Regions from separate parts of the Mus musculus genome. Here all the other regions are linked to region 1. Evidence: chromatin contacts called from public HiChIP or PLAC-seq and promoter capture Hi-C data. All regions are on one chromosome and are shown on one strand. Each heading gives the region's core, a stretch centred on a gene start, on an enhancer-like site or on the middle of the called end of the contact. The rest is flanking DNA. Distances are from core to core; before and after follow the strand shown. Region 1 holds the start of Copb1 (coatomer protein complex, subunit beta 1). Region 2 holds the start of Usp47 (ubiquitin specific peptidase 47). Region 3 holds the start of Pik3c2a (phosphatidylinositol-4-phosphate 3-kinase catalytic subunit type 2 alpha). Region 4 holds the start of Rps13 (ribosomal protein S13).

Evidence for each region. Promoter capture Hi-C pulls out the DNA fragments that hold promoters and counts their contacts. HiChIP or PLAC-seq counts read pairs in DNA pulled down with a chosen protein or histone mark.
Region 2: a contact with region 1 is called in an H3K27ac HiChIP or PLAC-seq map of extraembryonic endoderm stem cells, with 11 times the contacts expected there. The contact joins the promoter of Usp47 here to the promoter of Copb1 in region 1.
Region 3: a contact with region 1 is called in a promoter capture Hi-C map of liver, with 3 times the contacts expected there. The contact joins the promoter of Pik3c2a here to the promoter of Copb1 in region 1. A contact is called at or near these places in 3 of 39 promoter capture datasets (the 3T3-L1 cell line, hippocampal neurons and liver).
Region 4: a promoter capture Hi-C map of hippocampal neurons shows a contact between it and region 1, with 5 times the contacts expected there. The contact joins the promoter of Rps13 here to the promoter of Copb1 in region 1. A contact is called at or near these places in 4 of 39 promoter capture datasets (the 3T3-L1 cell line, cranial neural crest, hippocampal neurons and 1 more), 1 of 115 datasets of contacts at active chromatin or transcription factors (astrocytes) and 1 of 9 other capture datasets (liver).

Annotation. Positions count from the first base shown.
Region 1 is chr7:114,252,827-114,256,595 of GRCm38.p6, reverse strand. It overlaps Copb1 (coatomer protein complex, subunit beta 1), which reads left to right and starts at 1,916. Exons shown (of 22, transcript NM_033370.3): 1 at 1,916-1,990; 2 at 2,577-2,726. The coding sequence starts at 2,636.
Region 2 is chr7:112,021,737-112,025,505 of GRCm38.p6, reverse strand. Usp47 (ubiquitin specific peptidase 47) reads right to left here and starts at 2,000. Exons shown (of 29, transcript NM_001357952.1): 1 at 1,760-2,000. The coding sequence starts at 1,798. It also overlaps Gm3960.
Region 3 is chr7:116,441,640-116,445,408 of GRCm38.p6, reverse strand. It overlaps Pik3c2a (phosphatidylinositol-4-phosphate 3-kinase catalytic subunit type 2 alpha), which reads left to right and starts at 1,951. Exons shown (of 33, transcript NM_011083.2): 1 at 1,951-2,105.
Region 4 is chr7:116,332,033-116,335,801 of GRCm38.p6, reverse strand. It overlaps Rps13 (ribosomal protein S13), which reads left to right and starts at 1,612. Exons shown (of 6, transcript NM_026533.3): 1 at 1,612-1,717; 2 at 1,854-1,902; 3 at 2,028-2,106; 4 at 2,704-2,873; 5 at 3,323-3,423. The coding sequence starts at 1,695. It overlaps Snord14a (small nucleolar RNA, C/D box 14A), which reads left to right and starts at 2,545; the gene lies at 2,545-2,631. It overlaps Gm10589 (a long non-coding RNA gene), which reads right to left and starts at 1,633. Exons shown (of 2, transcript XR_869889.2): 1 at 1,520-1,633.

The sequences.
Region 1 (3,769 bases), core at 667-3,166:
GTGCTGAATAAAGAAAGCTAATCTCAACAATTCTGTTGTATGATTCCATTTAAATGTCAGGATGGATAGATAGTTGCCCGGGTTAAAGTGGGCACCTGGCTGTGACAGCTGGTGGGCAGTAGGAGCGATCTCTGGTGGAACAGTTCTTTATCTGACTGTTGATCATCATACTGAACTAAACATATTGTTTAGAAGCAAGTACATAAGTGAGATTCTATAAACTGGTGAAGTCTCAGTGAGGAGACATGTCAGTTTCCTGCAAGACTTCCCGAGACAGAGGAACTGGGTGAAGAGTAGAGGGCTGTTAGAATCATGTTGTCTTACAATTACCTAGATTAAAAACATCTTTTAAGCATAAGCCAGACGTGATAGCGCTTGTTTGTAATTTTTTAATGTATTGGATGCTTTGAAAGAATAGCAAGAGGCCATTCTTTTTTTTTTGTTTGTTCTTTTGTTGTTATTTTGTTTTCTGGTTTTAGCCCTGGCTGTCCTGGAACTCACTCTGTAGACCAGGCTGGCCTCCATCTCAGAAATCTGCCTGCCTCTCCCTCCTAAGTGCTGGGATTAAAGGCATGTTGTACCACCGCTGACTGGCCGAGACCATTCTTTTTTTTTTTTTTTAAAGATTTATTTATTATTTTATGTAAATACACTGTAGCTGTCTTCACACACTCCAGAAGAGGGAGTCAGATCTCATTACGGATGGTTGTGAGCCACCATGTGGTTGCTGGGATTTGAACTCTGGACCTTTGGAAGAGCAGTCGGGTGCTCTTACCCACTGAGCCATCTCACCAGCCCGGCCGAGACCATTCTTAAATAAAGAGTAGAAATGATAGCGCTTGTTTGTAATCCCAGCACTTGGGAGGCTAAGGCAGGAGAGGAGTAGATTGGGAGTTGGCCAGCCTGGGCAGTAAGACTAAAATCAAAATTCCGAGAGGTAGCTGTTCTCTGTGCTGGAAATATGTAGCCTCTGGTATATTTTGAGTGGTGGGGATTTGTTTTTTAAACCCAATGTTTCCAGAAAAGAGAATTGTTAGAATAGCTGCATTCCAGGTAAATGAGAAAACAGTTTGTATTCTGTATCCTGCAAGTGAGGTTAGCAGGTTTTGTATACACAGTATGTGTATCCATGTTGTAATCCCAACTCCTCAGAAACTGAAGATCACCTTTCAAGACCAGTCTGGCAATCATACTTAAATTTTTTAATGTATTGGATGCTTTGAAAGAATAGCAAGAGGCCATTCTTTTTTTTGTTTGTTCTTCTGTTGTTATTTTGTTTTCTGGTTTTAGCCCTGGCTGTCTTGGAACTCACTCGTAGACCAGGCTGGCCTCCATCTCAGAAATCTGCCTGCCTCTGCCTCCTAAGTGCTGGGATTAAAGGCATGTGCCACCACTGACTGGCCGAGACCATTCTTAAATAAAGAGTAGAAATGATAGTTGTCAGACAACTTCTGATACTCCAATAACTCCAGTTAACTGAATAAAGTCAGATTCAGGTCACCAGAGGTGTTAAGCCCTCAAGTGTATTTTCATATAACCTAGTCATCTTATTAAGGTCTCTGAAATCATCTGCCTAAGAATTGGTTGTTTCCAGTTTATAAGTGAAAGGAAGAAGAAAGTCTGCAGGACTTTTCTGTTTCTCTTTTGTACAGTTTAGTTCCTGGGAAGACAATTCCTAAGGAACTGCTAACTGACCACAGCGCTTAAGTCAGCTCCCAACTCGCTGGGAAAACTAAAATACTTGTTTACACTGCTGCAGAAACCAACTCTGAGAGAGGAAGAAGACAACACACTTCCAGGGCGCAGCTCAGGGCGGAAGAGGCTTGTCCTTTCTGGGTCTCCGTACAGGCTCTGTAGCTGCATCCTTGCTGGTCTCCCCGCCCCCTTCCACGTCAGCCAAGGACTTGGTGGAGCCGTCGCGGCAGCGGCTGTCCGGACCGGTAGTCGGCGGTCCCACGGTTCCCTCCCGGCCTCCGCCCCTCGGAGCCAGGTAGCGACCTGGGCCCCCGAGCCGCGGGGTTGCGGCGGTCGCGCGGGGTCAGCGAGCCACCGGATGGGGAGATGCCGGGCGCTTGACTAGGCCGCGGCGACGGGCGGTGGGGGCGGGGAGCTGGGCCGCGGTCCCCTGGGCGGTGGGACAGGGGTCTGCGCCGCCTGAGGCCTGACCCTGCATAGACAGAGGCCGGTGAGGGGCGGCCGGGATTCCCACGGGGGACCCGCCACAGCCGAGGAGTCCCAAGGTTCTGCAGCGTCTTCGCTCGCGGGCCGCCCTCCTGGAGCAGATCCGACTGTGTTAGGTTGGCAATCACGGCCCCGTGACGTGGTGCTCCGGGTTGTCACTGTGGTGTGGACCTCGACTCCACAGCTTTGCACACCCTGGGTCGGGGAGTGGACGGGTACGGGGACTGAGTGATTGTCACTAGAGTTCACGGAAGGAGAAGGTGGGGAGAGCTCTACAGGTCGTCCGAAGTCACACGCGAAGAACTTCAGGCAGTTTAGAAGATCACGACTGATTTGCGGAATTTGTCTCCCTTTTTTTTTTTTTTTTCTAATGATGTTTGTATTCATTTTTGTAGATTTTCCTGGCACCTTTCGTCCTTTTCATCTTGTATTGGGTTGATTATAAACAGAAACCATGACGGCAGCCGAGAACGTGTGCTATACGTTAATTAACGTGCCAATGGATTCAGAACCCCCTTCGGAAATCAGCTTAAAAAATGACCTGGGTAAATAGTTTCTTAACTCAAATAGGAATTATTTTAATTGATAGATTAAAAACGTAAAAGATGGACAAATTAATATGGTGTTTTTTAATACATATCTATATGGTCTGATATTTAAATCCTGTCAAATATAATTATCTCAAACATTCATCTTTTCTTCATAGTGAAAACATTTCACATTCTTTCATAGAGATTTTTTTATTTTTTTGAGATTTTAAAAATATATATACAGTATATAGTTATTAATTGTAGTATACAGTGTCATACCTGAACTTTTTTATCTTGTACTCAGCAGCCATTGACCAATCCGCCTCTCCCAGCCTTCCTTCCTTCTTACTCTCCTAGGCTCTGTGAGCCACGGTCCTTTTTTTTTCTTTTTGTTTTCCTTTTTCCTTCTTAAATAAAGCCTTACTCTTTCCCTAGGTCAGCCTGGAACTCACTAATAGGCCAGGGCAGCCTCCAACTTATGTCAGGTCTTAGTTCAGCCTCCAAGGGTTACAGGTGCAGGCCACTATTCACCTTTTACTTTCAACTTCTCTGATGATGTAAGTTAATACTTCATAAAATGTTTCTACTCTCAACCTCCTTTCACCTGAGGAAGTTTCTTATTTATTATGTGTGTATGTGCACAAAAATGTGCTAGTCATGTATGTATAAAGTGAATTTATATGTGAGGCCAGGGGTAAACCTTAGGTGCCTCCCTCAATCATACTCCACCTTACTTGTTTTTTTTTAGACTTTGGATTTTTATAAGATTTATTTTTAATTGTGTATATGGGGAGGTGCCCGTGTGTGTAATGCTCAGGAAGGCCAGCTGTGTAGGCTCCTCCTGGAACTGGGAGCCACTCGATGTGGGTTCTCTGCAAGCGCATTATGTGCTGTTAGCCACTGAGCCGTTTCCAGTTCTCAGTCTTATTCTTTACTATTTATTAGTGGGAAGTGGGGAGACAAACATGCATAGCACCAGTGTAGGTGTCAGCTCTCTCCTACCATGTGGGTTTTAGGCATTGAACTCAGGTGGTCAAGCGTGGCAACAAGTGCCTTTT
Region 2 (3,769 bases), core at 751-3,250, 2.2 Mb after region 1:
AGGTGAAACTAGCATTGCAATATCAGTTTTTAAAACAACAGGTAAGTTTGTGCAAAGCAGGATATGTGCACATCTCTATCAGGACTTCTACAAACCGAGTCATTAATATAATATTATGCAGGGTTGTACTTGTTGTTCTATTTTCTAAATGTTGGAAATTAAGGGTTAATTTTGTTTCTTAAGATTGGAAACCAGCACCAAAGGAAATGAAGGTTAGCTTTCTCGTAAAACCTATTCCTTCCTTCCTTGTTACTTAGTACAAAGTTCAAAATGCCGGACTGGACCATAGGAGGACTCACATTCCCGACTTCCTAACTCTCAGTTGTTGAAACTGTTCCAGAGGCAAGATCTTTAGTTCGTGCTTATCTGCTGTACTGAGACTTAGAGATGTCTGACAGATAAAATACTGACACACACACAACTCAGCCTTAAACAGCAAACAGGCACTCCACTGAGTTTGATAGCACACACTTTTAATCCCAGCATCGGGGGAGACAGACAGGGAAACCTCTTAAGAATTTCCAGGCCAGCTTATCTACAAGTGAGTTCCAAGCCAGCCAAGTCTGTACTTCAAAGTCCACATAGTAAGATCCTACCTCAAAACGGCAAAACAAAACCCTAAAAATCAACTTATTATCCATCTAAGGAAAGATGGGAAATTTTAACTATTCAGGTACAAAATAAAGTCACTTTGCATTGTGCCAGGGGTTGTCTGTGTAGCAACAAATTGCTACAATTAAAAAACAAACAAACAAAACCTAAACATTTAGGAATCCGAAATGATCGTGTATAAATATCAAGATCCTACCATCCTAATTTCAACTTAACACTTGGCATCTATTTAAGGTATATGAGATATAAAAGTCCAAAGCATTAAGCCTGACGACCAGCAGTTAAAAATACATGTTTGAATATGCTGAGGATATTTATAAAGCCAACGGACTATTAATATGTCGAAATCCACTGGCCAGTGCAGGATTCTACCTTTAATCTTCTACTACTGACTGTTCAAGGGAAGCCAAGAAGTCCGGGAGTCTTATGTCACTCGCTTTTAAGAATTTAAGTCACCCAAGTTGGCAACACCAGAAAAAGACCAAAATTACACACAAAAACAACGTTTCGTCTCTCCATATGGTGAAATTAACTCGGCTATCTCTTACCCTCCCGTTCAAGCCCCACTTAACTACTTTTTCAACGATCCTGGGTAGGCCCCATTTAGGCTGGCCGATAGTACTACGAAGTAACAGGAGGGGGAATGGAGGCTGGGGGGAGGGGGGTGGGGAGACCGACAACTCTTTAACAGTTAAGTCTGCCCTCCCACAGATCTCAACTTAGGTGTCGATTTCACAAGCCCCGTAAGCTATACGCTGTCAAACCCCAGAAGCAGCACCGTCACCCCGTCCTGCCCACGGGCAACTGTTCCAGAATGTTTTCTTTGAAACGATCTCTCTTAACTCTCTCGGCTCGACGTGTGTGAAGTCTGGACTTCAAAGGCCACTTTCTCTCCGCAATACTCCCCCCCACCCCCGGGAGCAGAACCCAACTCCTCGGGTCCAGTCTTTGATGCGTTAGCCCCTCGCAGCCGGAGCTCTCCCTCGGCTACGTGGCCCCGGGAACCAGCGGTCTCCAACTGCCCGCCGCGCCCACCGTCCACCCGGCCCCACGCCTGCCCGGCCCTAGCCTTGCCTCCCGCTCGGGGCCTGCACGACTTCGAGCGGACCGCAGGCTTCGGGCCTAGTCTGGCCCGCCGGCCCCTCACCTCCTTCGGGACCAGTTGGTTCTCCTCGCCGGGCACCATCGCTCAGACTCCGACCGCTCGTCTCCGCCCTGCCTGCGGGGGCCTGGTGGAGGTGGCGGCGGCTGTGTCTCAGGAGAGAACGGCAGCGACAGTCATCCTCCCAGCCGCCTGCGCTCCAGCAACTGAGGAGGCCTCCGCTCAGGCCTTAGACACCAGCGCGCAGACACCGACCCAGGGCGCCGCCGCCGTCGCCGCTGCTGCCGCCGCCGCTGCCGCCGCCGCCGCCGCCCCTCCCCCGGCCCGCGGCAATCAATGGAAAAATGGCGGCCGCCGCTCTCGCGAGAATTCAACGCAGTGGGCGCGCGGCCCGGCGTCTGGCGCCTGGGGTATGCAGGCGGCCGTCGTGAGCTCGGGATCTTCTCACCTCTTGCTCAGCCCCGGGGTACGCCGCGCTACGCTGGTTGAGAGCCGGTGTAGGCGCTTTTCACTACGGGGAAGCCGGTCCTCCCATCCTCCGGCTCCCTCTGTCGGCCGAGGGAGGGACGAGGCCCCTGCGTCACGAACGAGCTCCAGTTCAAAGCCCCCCTTTCAGCCCTGCAGTCCCCAGACTCTTTCCTGGTCTCCAGCGACCCCGCTGCAGCCCCACTTGAGGAACCTTTGGCCTCGAGCTGGTAAACAACGCGCCTTGTAGAGAAATCGCCTTTCTGGCTTTCGCCCTCAAGGCTCTGGTCCTCGTCTGTCATGTTTTCGTGGCCGCCCCACTCTCCTTAGGGACCTCGGTGCCCATCAGCTAGCCCCTGGAGCCCCTTAAAGAGGGGTCACTACACTTAGAGGTGCTCCCCTGCACCCTTCTGGGTGGCTTGCTGTCATCCTCCTACAGGGCCAAGTCTGAGGGAGCCTTTTGAGAGCAGAGCTGTGGTGCGCTTCAACCTGTGCTGTCCTTTTGAATATGTTTTTTTTTGTAATCTCCCCAGACGGTAAATACCATGTGTTTGACCAAACAAATCTCCTATTAGTCATTTTCCTTCACCGCACTCCTTCCATTATGAAGACCCAGTGAGACGTCTTTCATGAAGACTTTTGGCAAACTAGTCCTCTTACAGCCTGCTGAGTTAATTCCATTGTGCCATGTACCCAGCATCCACAGCGCCAACTCCTTTACCTATGCTATTGGTTCGCCAAACTTGTTACTATTGAACACCCCACACCCAAGAAAAGCTCTCTATACAGTTATGTAAGATTTATTAGAATTCTGCTATTTGTGGCACTGTAAAACATCTACAAATTCTAAAAATTATAGCAAAGACAGACATTTAAAATAAACGAGATTTTAAGTAGTAATGGTATAAAAAAATCCATTAACCCTACTGAAAATATTTAGTGAACGCACTCTGATTGACTAGGTTTCATTAGTTTTTTAAAAGCTAATTCTTTGTGAAACACTTATTAAAATATCTGATTCAGTGTTCAGGTTATTTCTGTACTTGGCTTTAATAGCTGTCATAAGCTGAAAAAGGTAACCCACAAAGATTTTGATCCTAATGGAAGAAGTGCATTTTCAACTACTATTACTAATACAATGCTCATTTTTATCTGTTTCAGCTTCCAGCCATACAAAGGGTTTTGTTGAAATTCAGCTACTAATTTTCCATCTTTCCTAATGTCAACTAGAATTTTTATGTTTTAACAGGTGGGCTGCAGTGGTGAAGGACTTTCCAAGCATACAGAGCGTTCCGAATTCAATCCCTACCTCCTTCTCCCAGAACAGTCAAATACCTTCTCCCAAAACAATCAACAAAATAAAAACAAAAATCCAAGTAGACTAAAAATTCTTTAAATACACTACTCAGATTTCTGAAAAGGCCAAAAAAGTCTGTCTTCATGTTTAAGCATACATATGATGAGTTTGGGAAGAGTGTTTAATTTTTTTTATTTTTTATTTTGTGTGTATCAGAGTGTACATGAACCACAACCATGCAGCTCACAGATGTTGGAAGAGGCACCAGATGCTCTGGGATTGGTGTTATGGGC
Region 3 (3,769 bases), core at 702-3,201, 2.2 Mb before region 1:
GTTCTCTGTGGGAAGTTATGGTTGGAGCAGTTTAAATGTAATGCAACCCCTTAATTCTTTTTTTTTTTTTTCCTTTTTACTATCAAGTCTTAAAATTGAAGCCAGTAGGAGAAAGTAGCTGTTAGCTAGTGTCTAATCGGTCTCAAAGGACAGCAAGCATGGTTTGCACTTTCTTTACAAGTCTGTTCACATTGTTTAACAACCATCGGCAGGCACCACTGCCAGGCAGAGGAGGGGCTGAGAGGGGGCTCCTAGCCCAGCTTCTTGACACCTAACAATTTGCAATTGGAAGCTACCTAAGTCTTCAGCTTCTCAGTCTACTGCACTTCCTACCTGTGGGGCCATACAAAAGCCACAATAAATGAGAAAGCCAGAATTTCAACAAGGATTTGTTTGAGTCAAACCAGGGAGGGCATAAGCTACCAGGGACCAAAAGAAGATAGTTCCCTTTCTCGATCAGAGAGATGAGAGAGAGAGAGAGAGAGAGAGAGAGAGAGAGAGAGAGAGAGAGAGAGAGAGAACACCAAGTTATCTTCCCATAAGACTCAGTGTTTTCTTTTCTTTCCTAAAGGCACACTCTGTTTTCCAGCAGAAGGTAGGAAGCCAGTCCTGAGAGAATTCCTTTTCCTCACCCTTTTAAATCTTGAGGAAGAGCTGCCAAGTGTATAAATTCCTCCTTTGATGAGAAGATAAAGCAGAACAATGCTGTAGAGCTGAGCAGATTCCTAAGGGACATTCTTCTGGGGTGTGTAAGCTTGCGTGGAGGTGGGGCTAGTAGACAGCTAGGGGCTGGGAGGGAGGGTGGTACAGCCAGAAGTTGCTCCTAGACTTCTCCCTAGAATAGCCTTTCCTTTTGCTTTCAGCTAGTGCTGGAGACTAAACCTACTTAGGTGCACTACCACTGAGCTAGGTTTGTTTGTTTGTTTTTGGAGACAGGTCCTGAACTGCTGAGCTTTAGAGTAATCTCCTGTCTTAGCTTCAGCTTGGACTACAGGAAGATGCCACATTCTCATATTCCCTTCCCTGCCCTCCTTCCCTGCCCCCTTCTCCCGCTTCCCCTTAAAGCAGAACTTCATCCAGCCTCTAGAAGTGCAAGCGTGTTTATTTAAACCAAAAGGATCAGAGGTCTCTCCTCCCTTACTAAAGGAAAGGGGGAAATGCTGGGAATACACTTCGAAATCCCAAAACCCAAGCAGACTCTGCCAGTTTACGTTGCCATTCCTCTCCTCCGACAGTTACCGACAGTCGTCTTTTGCAATCTGTAAAACGGGAATAATTCTCCCATCTGCTTCACAGTTTTGAATCAGACAACAGAGCGCTAAACTCTTTACAAGCCCAATTGCAGTCCGCGCTCACGAGAAAGGTATGATTACTATGGGGCCTGGGTGTGATGTCTGGCCGAGCGCTGTTATTACCGGGCTAACCTTGCCCACCTGGCCGCGGCGGGGCTGTCAGCAAACACCAAGGCGAGAACGCCGCACGCACGCATCCAGCCCTTTCCAGGGCCCACACGACGAGCTAATGCAAACTTCGAAGCACCTGAACGTCCGCGAGAGCTCGCCGACCGCTGGAGGGAATGAAAGATTTCGTCTTGACTGTTCTTTTCTGTCTTCCAAACCAAGCTAATCTCTGGGCGGCCTGGGGCCAAAACCTCAAACCAGGCAACCGCAAGCCAGAGATCAGAGGCGCGCGGTGCTGGGACAGGGCCCGGGAACAAAGGGCGCTTCGGAGCTCGAGGCCGGCCAGGAGGAGTCCCGGGGTAGCCTCCCCGAGAGGCCCCCGGCCGGCCGCGCCTAAGACACCCATTCCCCGGGGCAACCACACTCCATCCCGCAACCTCCCCGCTGCTGCCTTTCAGGCTCCGCCTGCGCCCCGCCCGCCATCTCAGGTAGGCCATCCGCGTCGGCCAATCGCAAGGCGCTCAAGTACGGGGGCGGTGCTTGCACCATCGGAAGTGACGTGCAGAGCTCGGCTGGCCGCGGAGTCAGTCGAAGCTCTCCTCAGCGGCCGGCTGAGCCAGCTGAGGCGGGAGAAAAACATGGCTCGGACCTTGGAGGGCGCGAAGGCTCGGGTTGCGGTGAAGACCAAGACTCCCGCAGCGTGAGGTGAGGGGCTGCCGGTGCGTGCGGAGCGGGACCTGGCTCTGCGCAGCCGCCGAGGGACTCAGAGGGGAGGGACCCGGCCGCCGTGCCCCTTGGTCACTCCATCCTCTCTGACTCCTTCCTCGGGGCCCCGTCCCCCACCCGACGGTCGCCAGCGCCCCGCGCCAGGCCCCTTTGTCGCGGGCCGCCGGACGCTGCTGTCCCTCGGGGGGCGGGGGAGGGGAAGCCACCCCACGGTCCCCCGGGACAGCGAGGGAGCCGCGGTGGCGGTCCCAGGCTCCTGTCCCGACTGTTCTGGAGAGTGGCTGTTGAACTTCTGCTATGGCCTCTTCCTTCTCCTCTCCCAGCTCGGTTTTTAGAGCCTCGGGTGGTTCTTTTTCTTCTGAGACCCTTCACCTCGTTACCTTAAAACAAAAATCCAGAAACTGCTTGCTTTGGGAACGCAATGATATTTGTGTATATTTAGTGCATCATCTTTCTGCTAGGGCATTAAAGTAAGAATATTTAACTCTTCCTGCGTGACTGAGGAACAAGGAATAATTGAAGAGGAGGGGAGTGTATACGGTAGTTCTTTCACCGTGTTGTCCTGATAGAAGGTGAAGTCCTAATTAGTATATTTTTATTTTAGCCAGTGGGTGTTTGAATTCAGTGACACGAAGGAAGCATCCCTGTTTGAACAAGATTACTTCTTAAAAAGTATCCCTAAATCTTTCCAGGTAGGTGTCAGGAAGAATACTGCCTTCGGGGCGGGGGGCGGGGGGGGGGGGAGATCACTGAATGTGGTACATCTCAAGCCAAGGACAGAAAATAAAAGGCTATTCTTAGGGGGTTGGTGAAGTAGTGTTCGGGAAGAGAGGCTGCGCAGAGGTCCTGGAACACTGGTTCCAGGGAAGACTTTGTACTCTTGCCTCCCTGATGGTTCTTTCTCCACGAGAAACTGTTAAGTAGCTCTGCTGTAATTGGAGTTGGTTATTCAAGGTTACAGACCACGCTGAAGTGCCTTGGTTGAAATTTTCAAGTTTTTGAAACTGCCTGCAAGTTTGGCATTCAGTGTTTTGAATACTGAAAAGCATTGTAACTGAGAGAGAGATATTTGTTAACTCAAACTTAGTTTCAAAGTGATTTTTAACATAGATACATAATAAATACAGCACCTCCACAGATTCCCATGGGTGCTGGCGGAATTCATATTGAAAGCAGTTTGTCTTGTAAAAACCTCCGTTGTCTTGGGCATGGTGGTGCACCCTATAATTGCAATGCTTGTCTGCACTGCAGAGCTCTGGTAGGAGAGTCACATTTAAGGTCCGCCTAGTCTACCTAGTGAGACACTGTCTCTAAAAATGATAATAATAATAAAGGAAGCAAAGCTGGGTTATGATTGGTGTGCATGTTGCTTGCAGTCTAACTTGCAAACATTATACTTTAGTGGTCTCAATCTTTTTTCATTTTTATAGAGCATAAAGGTTGACTTGTTTGCTTTCAGGATTTTAGAAACAACTTTCTGTAATTAGCTGTGTAAGTGTATAATTCTTTGTTGCATCTATTTAGAGCTCCAAATTTTCCATTCAGTTTTATGTTGCTATGTACATTTCTGTGCCCAAGAGTAAATCTGGCATATTGTTTGGAATGTAATAAGTTCGGCACATTCAGTGCATTTCTACCTAAAG
Region 4 (3,769 bases), core at 363-2,862, 2.1 Mb before region 1:
TTTTATTTCAAATACATGGAGAAAATATAAAAAGAGAGCCCCTGAGATGGCTCAGTAGCCAAAAGTGCTTGCTGTGCACTGACAACTCTAGTTTGATATTCAAAGCCAGGTAAAAAGATGAAAAGACTACACAAGGTTATCCTCTTACCCCATATTCACACAGTAAAAGTCTTTAAAAACAATTTAGATCTTCCAGAGGTCCTGAGTTCAATTCCCAGCAACCACATGGTGGCTCACAACCATCTATAATGGGTTCTGATGCCCTCTTCTGGAGTGTCTGAAGACAGCTACAGTGTACTTATATTAAATAAATAAATCAATAAATCAATCTTTAACACACACAATTTAGAGGGATTTACAAAGAGACCACTAACCACTAGGCAGACAATGGATTGTATACATAATGGGACACCACTTAAGCTGCCTGAGAGATGATGGATAGGATTGGGGTACCCGTGGAAACAATGAAGTATTTGATACGTTTCTGTGGTGAGATGTGTTGGAGTGACTCGTGGAAATGAGAAAGACTATTGAACCCTAAATTTGTATTCGGACAAATGTGTTAGAGTGAAATGAAGTATTCTTGCTTAGGGATTGCGAATTGAAGCCAAGCTTGATGTTCGGATCACATATCTGGGCTAAAAGTGTGAATCTGGTTAATTAATCAAATACAACTTTGCCAGGAAATAAATACAAATTTGGTTCAAGTTCCCAATGTTTTGGAAAACGTAATTCAACTAGTAATGGGTTAAAAGAACGCAGCTGGGCATGATGGCTCAAACCTTTCATCATCATTTCAGCATTTTTTTAAGAGACAGAGGCAGAAAGACTTAACGTGTGTTTGAAGCAAGCCTGGTCTACAAGGCGAGTTCCTGAACAACCAAAACTACATTGAGGGACCCGGTCTCAAACACAACAAAAAAGAAAACTGGATCAGTATTTCAGTACTGTTTCAAACCTCTCACGCTTCACTTGTCAACAGGGTCTTGTAGATCTGAGTTTCTTGGGTCCATGTCTTTGTTGTTTTTTGTTGCATTTACAATAAATTGTTATATTCACCCATTCTTCGAACGCTCTGTGGTGAACCGGACTAGGACATCCTTAAAAGACCAACTCCCGGGGTAGTCCCTTTCCCCCTCATCTTCTCGAAGCTTCTTTCCTCGTTCCCAACTCTTCTCCGACGGGGGTGAGCGGTTCTGCGCTCCGACCTGTGTAGAAAAGGCGCGCAGACAGGAGGACAGACCCGGGCGGGGCTCGGAAGCCTAGAATTAACGATCTAGAGAGAAGCGCCGGCTGCACCTAGGCTTTGCGATCATCCCACACCGCACGAGTTCGGGGCTGCAGAGGGAGCCCTGAGAAACCCGCAGCTTATCCAAATCCTTCAGCCCAGGACTCGAGCACGCCCTAGGTCCCCTCAGATGCGACTTCCGAAGAGATGTTAGAGACAGACTTGCTGCTCTGGCTAAGAGCAAGACTAGAGACAAGAGTTCAAGGCGTAGCAACCCAGCCATACACTTACCGCCTCGCCGCCATGCCTTCTGGGACGCGTAGTCTCCCGGGCTCCGGTGGCCACACTATGTAGCCCCGCCCCCGCGCGAGAGCAAACGTCGGTGAGTGGCGTCACTTCCTGTGCGGCTTGATTTCCTGTGCCGTTTCCTACCTCGTTCTCTCTTTGCTGCCAGACCTCCGCCATCATGGGTCGCATGCACGCTCCCGGGTGAGCCCGCGGCGCCGACCTTGGTTGCGGGGCTGGGGCGCGGGGCTGAGAGAGGAGGATGCGGGCTGCGGGTGAAGGGACAGTGGGGCTGCTTGGGGCGCGGGCCGCCGCTTTACTTCCTATCTTCTGTTTTCAGGAAGGGCCTGTCCCAGTCGGCGCTGCCCTACCGCCGTAGCGTCCCCACGGTGAGTAGAGGCTGAGGGTTGGAGGGCGGCGTGGGAAGCGATCGGTGCGCGGGAGGATGGGACCCGAAGTGGAAGGTTGCCGCCGTGCTCTCTCATCCTAAGGCCGATTTCTCTTCCATCTGTAGTGGCTGAAGTTGACGTCTGACGACGTGAAGGAACAGATTTACAAATTGGCCAAGAAAGGCCTGACTCCCTCCCAGATAGGTGAGTGTTGATGTAATCTCTTCCTTCTGCTCTCGAGAAACAAATGTGTCTAGTCCGTATGTTAAAAAGGTTCCTCCTGCTTCCACAGCGGAGCAAGGGCTGTCTGGGATTGAGTCACATCTAACTGAATTGATTCTAAGCTGCTCTGACTTTGTACAAATGGGAAATAACTCGTTTCTGGTAGCTTGGCTTCTGAGTCTGGGAATAACTGCTCATCGGAGGAAAATATCCTCTTTAGGATATAAAAAGTTCGCTAGAAATATGCAGAAAAAATCATGTGAAATGGGCTCAGCTGATCTGAAGTAATTTGAGGTTTAAAAGCAATAACATGCAGTTTTAAAGATAGGTACAAATAAATGTTGGGCTGCTTTTAAGTTAATACTAAATATAAAGGTAGAAGTCACATTGTTTCCTCTGGTCAGATGTATTCTGGCAAGCTCACAGTGATGATGGTGTTCCAACATTCGCAGTTTCCACCAGAAGGACTTTCCATGTTGGGTTGACCTTCCTTGGATGTCTGAGTGAGCTGGAAATTTGGAGTTTGGCTGTTAGGGTTTTATCGCATGTGTGTGTGCTTGAGTGTGTTTCTCTTTTCAGGTGTAATCCTGAGGGACTCACACGGGGTGGCCCAGGTCCGTTTTGTGACTGGAAATAAAATCTTGAGAATCCTCAAGTCCAAAGGCCTTGCCCCTGACCTCCCCGAGGATCTCTACCATTTGATTAAGAAAGCTGTTGCTGTCCGAAAGCACCTTGAGAGGAACAGAAAGGTAAGGCGGACAACAAACCAGGTGTTGTGTCGAGACACTTGCGCTGCGGATCTTCAGAGGGGAGAACGCACTTGAGTCCTCTCAGGTGGTTCTGGGTGCTGGCTAATAGTCAACATGATAGTTTCCTAGAAATAGGTGGTTTGATTTTTAGCTCCCCTAAACTATTACATCCAGTTGGTCCCAGGTGCTGGGGCTTTTGTGTAGGTTTGTGGCTATGGGCCTTATTCTAGGAGTTTAAATTGCCTCTGTGGATTTGGTGATGCATGCCCTTAATTGTTGGAGTTTGAGACCAGCCTGGTCTAACACATTGTAAGACAACCAACTTATTCTGTATAATAATAAGATACCCTGCCTCCTTAAAAAAATTGCCCTAAGAACTTAACCTAACCATAGAAGCTATTTAGTTTCTTTACTTGTTGGTGGTTTTCTTAAATCTCTTTTATTTCTAGGATAAGGATGCTAAATTCCGCCTGATTCTGATAGAGAGCAGAATTCACCGATTGGCTCGATACTATAAGACTAAGCGGGTGCTCCCACCTAATTGGAAATAGTAAGTATATGGTTTTTGGTTGGCAAATCAGCTAGATGGTAAATAATGAATAGTGGTAGGCATTTTGCCTTTTTGGCTAAGTGTCAGTTCATCTCTGTCATAGTAGTGGGGAAGCTTGCATGGATGATATATAATCACATGACAGTGTTCTCTTGAAATGTTACCTAAGCCAGGCATGGTGGCGCACGCCTTCAATCCCAGCACTCAGGAGGCAGAGGCAGGCAGATTTCTGAGTTCAAGGCTAGCCTAGTCTACAAAGTGAGTTCCAGGACAGCCAAGGCTACACAGAGAAACCCTGTCTCGAAAAACCAAAAGAAAAAGAAAGGAAGGAAGAAATGTTACCTAG